Regions from separate parts of the Macaca mulatta genome. Here region 1 is linked to region 2. A link is a contact called in public Hi-C data. All regions are on one chromosome and are shown on one strand. Each heading gives the region's core, a stretch centred on a gene start, on an enhancer-like site or on the middle of the called end of the contact. The rest is flanking DNA. Distances are from core to core; before and after follow the strand shown.

The links. Hi-C and Micro-C count contacts between places; a contact is called where the count stands out from the background.
Region 1: a contact with region 2 is called in a Hi-C map of fetal cortex germinal zone, with 2.9 times the contacts expected there. The contact joins the promoter of CHRNA9 here to the promoter of N4BP2 in region 2. A contact is called at or near these places in 2 of 14 Hi-C or Micro-C datasets (fetal cortex germinal zone and fetal cortical plate).

What each region holds. Positions count from the first base shown.
Region 1 is chr5:39,566,758-39,571,727 of T2T-MMU8v2.0, forward strand. CHRNA9 (cholinergic receptor nicotinic alpha 9 subunit) reads left to right here and starts at 2,774. Exons shown (of 6, transcript XM_001094288.5): 1 at 2,774-2,914. It also overlaps a transcript of RHOH not described here.
Region 2 is chr5:39,299,244-39,304,440 of T2T-MMU8v2.0, forward strand. N4BP2 (NEDD4 binding protein 2) reads left to right here and starts at 2,053. Exons shown (of 18, transcript XR_013417825.1): 1 at 2,053-2,233.

The DNA of each region.
Region 1 (4,970 bases), core at 1,524-4,023, 270 kb after region 2:
GGGCCAGCAGCATCTGCATCATGTGGGATGCAGAATCTCAGCCTCAGTCAGTCCTACTGACTCAGAATCTGCATTTGAACAAAACCGCCTGTGATTCGATGGCCGTTTAAAGCCCAGATGACTCATAGAAAGAATGCAGCTACCTAGATATGAGGGATGGAGCCTGTGGCTGGCAATCCTCTTCAGGACATGCAACTAATTTGACATCATGGATAGTTTGAGGTTTCATTATAACTGCTAAGATTTTCTTCTACCTTGACCAACAGAAGAAGGCTTGGGACTGAATCCTGAGAAATCCAACATTGAGGGAAGAAGCAGATGAGGAGGAACTGCCCAGGAAATTAGAAGAAAAGCTGCAGTTTTACTGCCGTGGAAACCCAGAGAAATGACTGTACTAAAATGAGTAGTGAGCACCTCATTGTGAACATCGGCCATGTTCCTATTGTGACTGTTATGATTAGCAATTTTAAAATGAAGAACAAATGCTGTGTTAGAGGAGTTGGAGAAGCTCATGGAGTCTTATCACAGAGGCCTCTCCCAAGAGTCATTTTCCCGGACCTCTGGAAGAAGGATCGATGGTCCCCCACGGTGTTGAACGAAGTGCTTATTTGCAGAACAACTCACAAAAAAGTTAAATTCAGAGGAAATGGTCTGTTCACTGAAGTGTTACATTTTCTTCTGAGAGGGGAGGTGAGGATGTGAAGGGAAAGGATGACAACAAGCCAAGGTAAACTTACTTTGAAAGAATAGTACAACCTTCCCACTACTTTGTTTTCTGGGCCCCCCATAGCACTTCATGCACTGATTTTTTAAAAAACATATACAAAAGGTTTAAATATTGTTTTCAAAATTCCGTACCCTAGGCTGGGCGTGGTGGCTCACGCCTGTAATCCCAACACTTTGGGAGGCCAAGGCGAATGGATCACTTGAGGTCAGGAGTTCACAACCAGCCTGGCCAACATGGTGAAAACTTGTCTCTACTAAAACTACAAAAAATAAACAAAAAATTAGCCAGGCATGGTGGTGCGCACCTGCAGTCCCAGCTACTTGGCAGGCTGAGGCGGGAGAATTACTTGAACCCAAGAAGCTGAGGTTGCAGTGAGCCAAGATGACACCACTGCACTCCAGCCTGGGTGACAGAGTGAGACTCTGCCTCAACAAAAACAAAAACAACAAAAAAATTCCCTACCCTAAAGAATTCGGTAAAATCTAGTCCTCCAAACCAGGGAAAGAGTTAGTTCCTGGAATACTCTATTTTGATCTTGCAGAATTATACTCCATTAGAAATTAATCCGGATAAGGTACGAGAAAACAATAAAGTAGGAACATTCTAGAAAGTGTATTGATTAGGACAACCTGACTCTAATAATCTATTTCTTAGCTTAAATCTGTTAATAGATTTTATTATCATAAGCACTTGGCTGTTAGCCAGAAATCCTGGATAAATGGGTGGATCACTGTACATTTGGTATTTGAAGCTGTTACGTTTCAAACTGGTTTTTTTTTTCTTTGTATGTGCTGTCTCTTTAGAGCTGGTTAAAAACAGCCGATTTCACATATGACGTTATCTGCAGTGCCCTGTGCAGAGGCCTGCGGGGAGCGTACAGAGACATCTGGTGGCTGAGAAGGTGAAGTACCTTGGCTTTGTCAGAAGATAAAGGATTTGAATTGTGTCTAAATTTGGTTTCTTTTTGTGACTGAGACTTTTACTCTTTTCTTAATTATTGTAGCAGAATTGCACATTTAAAAAAAATACTTTGATTTTTAAAGATTATTTTTAGAGCTTTCACTCTTTCTTTCTGAAAAAAAAATCATCAACCAGGTGAATTGACCAGTTCCATCAGCTAGGCTAAATCTCATCAGGGCCAGGACCAGAGTGAGGCAGAGAGGCACTTGCTTCCACTGCACATTTAAGGGGGAGCCAAAAATATTAGTAATGAATATAGAAATTTGTTTTGAGACAGGGTCTCTATCTGTCACCCAGAGCAGAATGCAGTGGTGTGATCATAGCTTACTACAGCTTTAAACTCCTGGGCTCAAGTGATCCTCCCGCCTCAGCCTCCCCCATGTGGGGAGGACTGAAGGTATGTGTCACCATGCCTGGTTAAAAGAACCTTTTTTTTTTTGGTAGAGATGAGGTCTCATTTTGTTGCCCACGCTGGCCTTGAAGTCCTCAAGTGATCGACCCACCTCGACCTCTCAAAGTGCTGGGATTACAAGTGTAAGCCACCATGCTTGGCCTTAATACAATATTTCTAAACATCAAAATTAATGCAAAATATTTCATCATAAATAAAAATACCAAAGTTTAAAAACAGGATTAGTGGCTGGGGACAGTGGCTCACGCCTGTAATCCTAGCACTTTGGGAGGCTGAAGTGAGTGGATTGCCTGAGGTCAGGAGTTCAAGACCAGCCTGGCCAACATGGTGAAACCCTGTTTCTACTAAAAATATAAAAATTAGCCGGGTGTGGTGATGCATGCCTGTAGTCCCAGCTACTTGGGAGGCTGAGGCAGGAGAATCGCTTGAACCTGTGAGGTGGAGGTTGCAGTGAGCTGAGATCACGCCATTGTACTCTAGCCTGGGCGACAGAGACAAATTCTGTCTAAAAAAACAGACAAACAAACAAACAAACCAATACAAACAACAACAACAACAAAACAGGATTAGTATTGCCAATGTTCTCTCTCTCTCTCTTTTTTTCTTTTTGTTTTTTCAGGCTCCAAGATGGCTCTGAAAGGCACCGAGAAAACCTAACGTATCTGAGGGCCTAGCTTCTGGCCTGGCTTTTACGTGGTCAGCGGATGTGCGTCCATCCCCCCTGCACTGGTTTCCCTTGTCCTTTCTGTGGCTCTCCTGGATTCCTCTCGTTCAGCTCCTTGGTGTACAGAGCCTATGTCCATGGCGATGGTGAGGTAAATGAGAAGAAGAAATGGAGAAAGTTAAAGTGTCTTCGAGGAAAAAACTTGGGAATAAAATCTTCCAGTTTTCCTGCTTTACCTTTCAATATCTTCCCTGCTTCCTTCCAAACACGCTTCCAGAAGCAGGAGCCTAGGTCATTCATACCCACGGAGCTGCTCTCAGCTAAGTAGGCCTAGCCAAAGAGACGCTGAGGGCAGGTGGGGTGGGAGATGGAGCAGTGCGTTGCTTCCTGGGAGAAAGCACCTCCTTGCCTCTTTTCGGTTTTAACATGTCCCTTTTAGGGACATGCCAGGACAGGGCAGAGGATGGGGGAGCGGGAGATGAGTGAGGTCCTGGGGCCATGGGGCCATGCTGCTTCTCAGGGGGCAGAAGCTGTGGGAGAGGTTGGGGGCCGGTAGCTCTCAGAATAGCCTGGGAAGGGTATCCGCTGGGTTTGCACAGTGTTGTCTCCGAATCTCCCAGCTCCCGTTCTCTATGATTAGCATCCTTGTAGCGTGCTACTTGTTAACAGAAGAGCAGAGCGTGTCCCTTGTGCCTCTTCCCAGGCTTGTCATTTGCCTAACTCTTACAATGTTAGCAGAGAGACGGTGATTGCAATGAGCAGGGAAATACTGCACAATTGTGACTGCAGGGTCCGCTATGAGAAGAGGAAGCAGAGCCAGTGGGGTGAGAACCTCCTGGGATGAGAAGGGGTCAGACACTCAAGAACAAAATAAAATGTCTGAAAAGTCCCAAGGAGCAAGTGGGCTACCGTTGAGGACAGAAATTTCCCATGGATAAGGTCTTCTCTACGCAGCGAAGAAAGACCCCAGAAACAGGAGGAAGCCAGGAGATACCCTATGCCACACCGTACAGTTTTATAGCTTTCAAATATATTCCCTCAGGGGATTTCAGGGAGAATAGTATGTACCCTCTGACAAAGCACAGACATCAGAGCCCGCTGTAGTCCCCAGATCGCTCACTTGGACATACCCGATACCCTGGATCATATATCAGCTGCTCTCCTGACCCAGAAAACTGCATGTCTCTTATCACCACTCATGTCTCTACATGAACTTGGCTCTTCTGTTGGCAACTTTATGAGTTTCTTTTTACCAGTGGGTGCTTTCTGACTACTGTAGCCTGTGTGGTTCGGCGAGGGGAATCTTCGTGGCATTCACTGAGGGTCTTGCTGTGTTCCAGGTGTGTGCTTGGTACTTTATCTGCTTTCTCTTGAATCCTCACAGTAACCCTTTTGGGTAAAATATTACAATCTTCATTTATACAAATGAGAAAATGAGACTCTGAGAAATAATTACTACTCATATGACTAGCAAGTGGTGGTCCTAGGACTTGAACCAGGGCCATAGGACTCCTCCTGCGTCCTTAGGTTCTTTCTGTTGCATCAAGTCAGCAGAGACATGGGGAGATGCCTCCACACCCTCCCCCTGCATCCGTGGCAGATGCTGCTAACTGGACTTGGTGGTTGTTTCCCTTGAGCTAGGACTATGTATAAGGGAAAAATTATGGTCCATGTTCTCAAGGAATTTTGTTCTGATGTAGGTTAAAATATAACACAGCAGTAGACTGACAATGTAAGGCTGTGAATAACACCCTGGCCGTGAATGCTAAAAAAAATCAGGTAAGCTTATGAATCATAGGAAATATACCCACCATACTTTGTCTGAAAGCTGGCCTTTCCCTTTTTAATTTCTTAGATTTCTCATCCTAGATAGTACTCATTGGTGCAATCAACAAATATCCTCTAATATCCTCTCTGTAGCTGGGAGAACAGCACAGAACAAGACAAAGCCCCCACTTCTGTGGAACTTAATTTCTAGTAGGAGGACAGATGATAACTACCAAATGCAATTCACACACACACGTCAGCTGGTCCTAAGTGCGAGGAAGAGTGGATCCCGGAGATGGAGACAGGGCTGGGATGTTACTCTATGCAGCATCATCAGGGAAGGGCTTCTGATAAGGAGGCACTGGGCAGAACCCAGGAAGAAGAAAGGGAGTCAGGAGGAGATGCCAACGGTGCCCCAGGCAAAGGGAGCAGAAGGAGGG
Region 2 (5,197 bases), core at 803-3,302:
CCAGGATGGTCTCGATCTCCTGACCTCGTGATCCGCCCGTCTTGGCCTCCCAAAGTGCTGGGATTACAGGCTTGAGCCACCGCGCCCGGCCATAGTGATTTTTTTTTTTTTTTTTTTTTGAGACGGAGTCTCGCTGTGTCTCCCAGGCTGGAGTGCAGTGGCGTGATCTCGGCTCACTGCAAGCTCCGCCTCCCGGGTTCACGCCATTCTCCCGCCTCAGCCTCCCAAGTAGCTGAGACTACAGGCGCCCGCCACCACGCCCGGCTAGTTTTTTGTATTTTTAGTAGAGACGGGGTTTCACCATGTTAGCCAGGATAGTCTCGATCTCCTGACCTCGTGATCCACCCGCCTCGGCCTCCCAAAGTGCTGGGATTACAGGCTTGAGCCACCGCGCCCGGCCAATAGTGATTTTTTTTTTTAAGGATCAACATGAAGTCTGTGATTTAACACTGGGACTCGAGACCTCTTAAAAATACAAAATTCATACAAAAGGAAAAAATTGCCCTATTTTTCTATGTGGATGGTTTCATCAGAAAATTTACCATCTTGAGTTCTCTCCTTATATATTACTGCTTTCTTGAAAAAGCACTAGAATGTTCTCATTGTGAATAAGTGTTCCAGTTAGACCTAAACGACAAAAACCACTTGCACTTGCCCCAAATTTACACTCTGTTTAAAGCAACTCCCATAACAACCAACAATGTCTCTTCGATGCAAAGGGACACTTTGTCATGAGGTTATTTCGTTTCCCTATTCTGGAAAAAACCACTGCAAGTGGAATGAAAAGTAATTGCAGAGGGAGGGGACGGAGGAAGTAAAAAACAGGCAAAACCACCACCACCACCACCACCACCACCACCACCACCACCACCACCACCACCACCACCGCCACCACCACCACCACCACCACCGCCCCCCCCACCCAGAAAGCAAAGGTGAAAAATTTGCGTACCCTGAAAACACTAAACATTTCATATCAGAACCCAGAACAAATAAACCAGGGAAAGCAGAGTTGAGAGAGGAAAAAAAAATGGTGCAGGCTTGGAGACGGACTCATACTACAGCGGTTGCAAGAGGGAAGCGTACGTCTTTGCTTTTTCTTGGCACCCGAAAACTCAAGCTCGAACTGGGGGCAAAGGCCAGCGGCTGCGGTTCCACCGGCTAAGGCGCCCACATTCCCCGAGCTCATACCGCACGCTGGCAGGGCCGATGGGGCTGGGCGGCCTCCCTCCACCCCGTGACCGTCACCGACCCCTTTGTCTCCCCGTGGGGCTCCGAGGCCGCGCGCCCGGAAGCCTCCCGCGGGAGGGCCGCGCGCTAGGAGGCGGGTTCCCGTGCCCGCCGCAGCGGCCATGGCCCGGCCGGACCCTTGGCTTCCACAGCTCCAGTAAGGCAATGCCGAGGCCGGTCGCTCGCCTCGCCATCCCTCCCAACTTGCAGCCCGGACCCCGCGCGCGTCAGAGCTCGCCCCAGCTCTGCTTTCTTCTCTCCCCTTGCCCCGCGAGGCCGACCTCGTGTTTGTTTTATTTTTTGGGGCTCGGGCGAGTGCCGAGGGCTAGAAACAGCTGTGGTTTACCGCGCCGCTTATTTTGGCAAAAATTCCGGGCCTGTTGCAGTGTTCCCCAGCGCCAAACATCTCCCGCCTTCCCCCCGGCAGAACCCGACACTTGAAGAAGGGCTTGCTCCTTCAGGCACCCCCTGACAAGAAAAGTGGGGACCACGGCCGGCTCTTGGGCGAGCCTTGGGTGGGCGGTGGGCGGCCAGAAGCCGCCGAACCGGCCGGGCAGGACTTGCTCTCCAAAGGGAGCGGGAGAGGTGGGAGCGCCCGCGGGCTCAGGTCACCCAGGCCGCCGCGCCGAGGCGGAGCTCGGGGACGAAGCAGAGGTCGTGGCGGACAGCCGGCGGGATTGGGGGGGCGGTGGGCGGCGATCCACCTGGGCGACGTGGCAGCCATTGCCGGCGCCTCGAGACCCCTCCCCACACGGCCGCCCACCCGCCCTCTCGCGGCGGGCTTCTGCGCGGCTGCTCTTCCCCGGCCGGACGGAGAGCGGCAGTGTCTCCCCGCCAGGCGCGCTCGCCGCGTCTCCCCCGCGGCCGCAGCTGCTCGCTAGCCCTGCGCGGCGCGGGAGAGCGCAGTGGCGCCGGCGGGAAAGGGTTGCGGACCTGCGGCGCCGCGTTGTGCGCTAGACGACGCGGCCCCGGTTTCGACGCCCTCTGCCCGTTCCAGGAGCAGGTAAAGGCGGCGGGTGGGAGGCAGGGAGGCTGGTCCGAGGTGAGGGCCCTGGAGGTTAGGGGTCCCGGGGCGCCGAGCCGAAGCGGAGGGCCTGAAGCAGCGGCGGGAGGCGCGGCGAGTGAACCCCCAAGCCTTGAACGTGAGGCCCGGCGCGGGCCGCCTCCGATCCGACCTGCGGGCCCGGCTGCCCGGACGGAAGGGAAGTGAGGCGTCGGCGAGAGGCGGGCCCTGGCGCTCAGCCCGAGGCCGGGCGAAGGCGGGGGCCGCGGCCGCTTCCTTGGCCTCCGAGTGCCTGGCGGGCCTCCAGGCCCCAGACACACCCCTCTCGACCCCCCGAGGTTTCTTCCCAGCTCTGTTCCCGCCAGGACCTGACCTTGCGCCCCTCCAGGCGCCTTCGATGTTTGCCAGGCGGAGCCTTCTGGGAACTTCAGGCCACCTTCCTGAGCACGTAGTCCTAGCTGAAGCGTTTATTTACTCACTTCAAGTCCAAACACAAAACCACTCACACGTTCGGATTTTGGAGACTGCAGGGAGACTTTCCCCTCCCCGGCATTTGTGCGTCTTTGGCCCTCGTCCCGCCTCCCCTGCCCCCTCCTGCAAGTTTGACCCTCACTGGGACCCTTCTAGAGCCCCTCTCTCATCGGAACCCTCTATGAGCCGTTTGTTTGGAAATTCATCCTCAATAGAGTGAGTCATCTTAGCGGGGGCACAGTTTATCCCTCATGCGCTTTTGGTTAAAATAGTTTTTTTTTCCCCCCCCCCGAAAGAGAGCTAGAGTAATATAATGTAGATGACAGGTCAGTGTCAGTGTTGGCTTCAAAAGCTCTTCCTTTCGGCGGCAGTCTTTGTAACTAGGATCTGATATTTGTGGTACGGACAGGTTTGTACACATTCTCGCCATGCAGTGGTTGTAATGTCTCCATGGCACAGTTCTGGCTTGAAGGCAGGATTGGCTGCTTTTTCTACTCGACATCTTTGAGCCAATCAGCAAGGGCTGCTTGCCTGGAGACTGGTTAACTCAGTAAAGGTGGCGATTGGTTGAGCTCCTAGAAGAAAATCCTGGAGATGAACCTAGCCTCTCAGAAAACAATGACTGATTTGCAGCTGTATTAAAAAAATGTTTTCTTTAAATCCCAACATCAGCCTTTTCACTCCGTTTTTATTACTTCCAGTGTTTTTCTTTCAAACACCAGCTGTCTTTTGTAACTCGTTTTAACTCTCATCCTTTAATTTTAACTAAAAGACTTTTTATGCGCTTTAGGAAATGTAAACATCGTGCTTTCTGTGTTTTGATAAACGTGGTTCCATCTGCCTTTCTAACATTGTTTATTGCTAAAGGTCAGAAATAAACAGTTTAGAGTTTCGCTGCCAGGACCTTTATTATTTAAGTGCCGTGCTAGGATGGGGGGTTGGAGTGAGGGGCTGTAGTGGTGAACATGGTGGGAAGAATAGGAAATAAATGGCTGCTCTTTTGCAAGGAGGCTACAATTTAGTTAATGAAAAAAGACTAACATGTAAAACAATAAAGACTAAAGCAGTAGAAATCAGCACGCAGTACGTACGACTGCCAGTTTGTATACCTGTTGACTTTAGTTGATTTGGAGAGGAGATAGAAGTACTGTACTTCATAGAAAAAGTGGGCTTAAATTATGGTAGAGGCATGTTTTTTCCTTCATTAAAGTATATTAAAGTAGGCATAGTATCTTGTTTGTACATAGTAGAGGCTAAATATTATCACTGTAGTTGCATGTTTTTTAAAAATATTTGAATCTAAATACTGTTACATAGTTTAATCTTATTTTATTTTATTTATTGTTTTGAGACAAGCTCTGGCCATATCGCCAAGGCTGGAGTGCAGTGGCACTATCTCAGCTCACTGCAAAGTCTGCCTCCCGGGCTCAAGCCATCCTCCCACCTCATGCTCTAGAGTAGGTGGTACTAGAGGCGCAAGCCGCTACGCCCGGCTAATTTTTGTATTTTTTGTAGAGGAGGTTTCGCCATGTTGCCCAGGCTGGTCTCAAACCCCTGAGCTCAAGCAATCCGCCTGCCTCGGCCTTCCAAAGTGCTGGGATTACAGGAGTGACCGCCACGACCGCCCGGCGGTTTTAAAACCCTGATTATTTTCCTTTTAAAACTTCCCTTTTCATCATGATTAGCCATGATTTTGCATGTCTTTTGATATGCAAAGCAGCAACCATTTATTAGTCAATGAATTTCAGAAAAATAGCTACCTTCCTTCACTTTCCTTTCAGCTTTTTATATGCAAAATCATATTGTAAGTCTTGGGAAGAATCAGTTGTCTATTAAATGCCTTTAGAAGTAGTTTATGTTAGGAATTTAAGAAGAGATTGAGCATTTTTTGTGTATGTATGTATGTATTTTGAGACAGAGCCTCTGTCGCCCAGGCTGGAGTGCAGTGGCGCTATTTTGTTTCAGCCTCCGGAGTAGCTGGGATTACAGGTGCTCAGCACCACACCTGGCTAACTTCCGTATTTTTAGTAGGGATGGGTTTTTGCCATGTTGATGAGGCTGGTCTGTAACTCCTGGCCTCAAGTGATCTGCCTACTTGGCCTCCCAAAGTGCTAGGATTATAGGCGTGAGCCACCCCTGCCTGGCCTTAGATTGAATACTTTTTTGATACCTACCTTGCCTGATAATGAGTAAGCATACATCAAGCCATATATCATTATCAACCTCATTGCCCTTGTCCTCATAGTAATGAAGTGGCATACGTATATATATACATACATGCACACCAGGTGCTGTTTTAAGCACTTTACATATGTGATTGTATTTAATTCTTACAACTCTGAGATTTGCACTATTCTTACAGAGGAGGAGACAGAGACTGAGAAATATTAAGAAAGTTGCTGAAAGTTACCTGACTAGTGTGTGGGAGTGTTATGTATGTATCAGGGAGGTTTCAGTCAAACCTAGATCTTTATGACCCAAAACCTTATTATT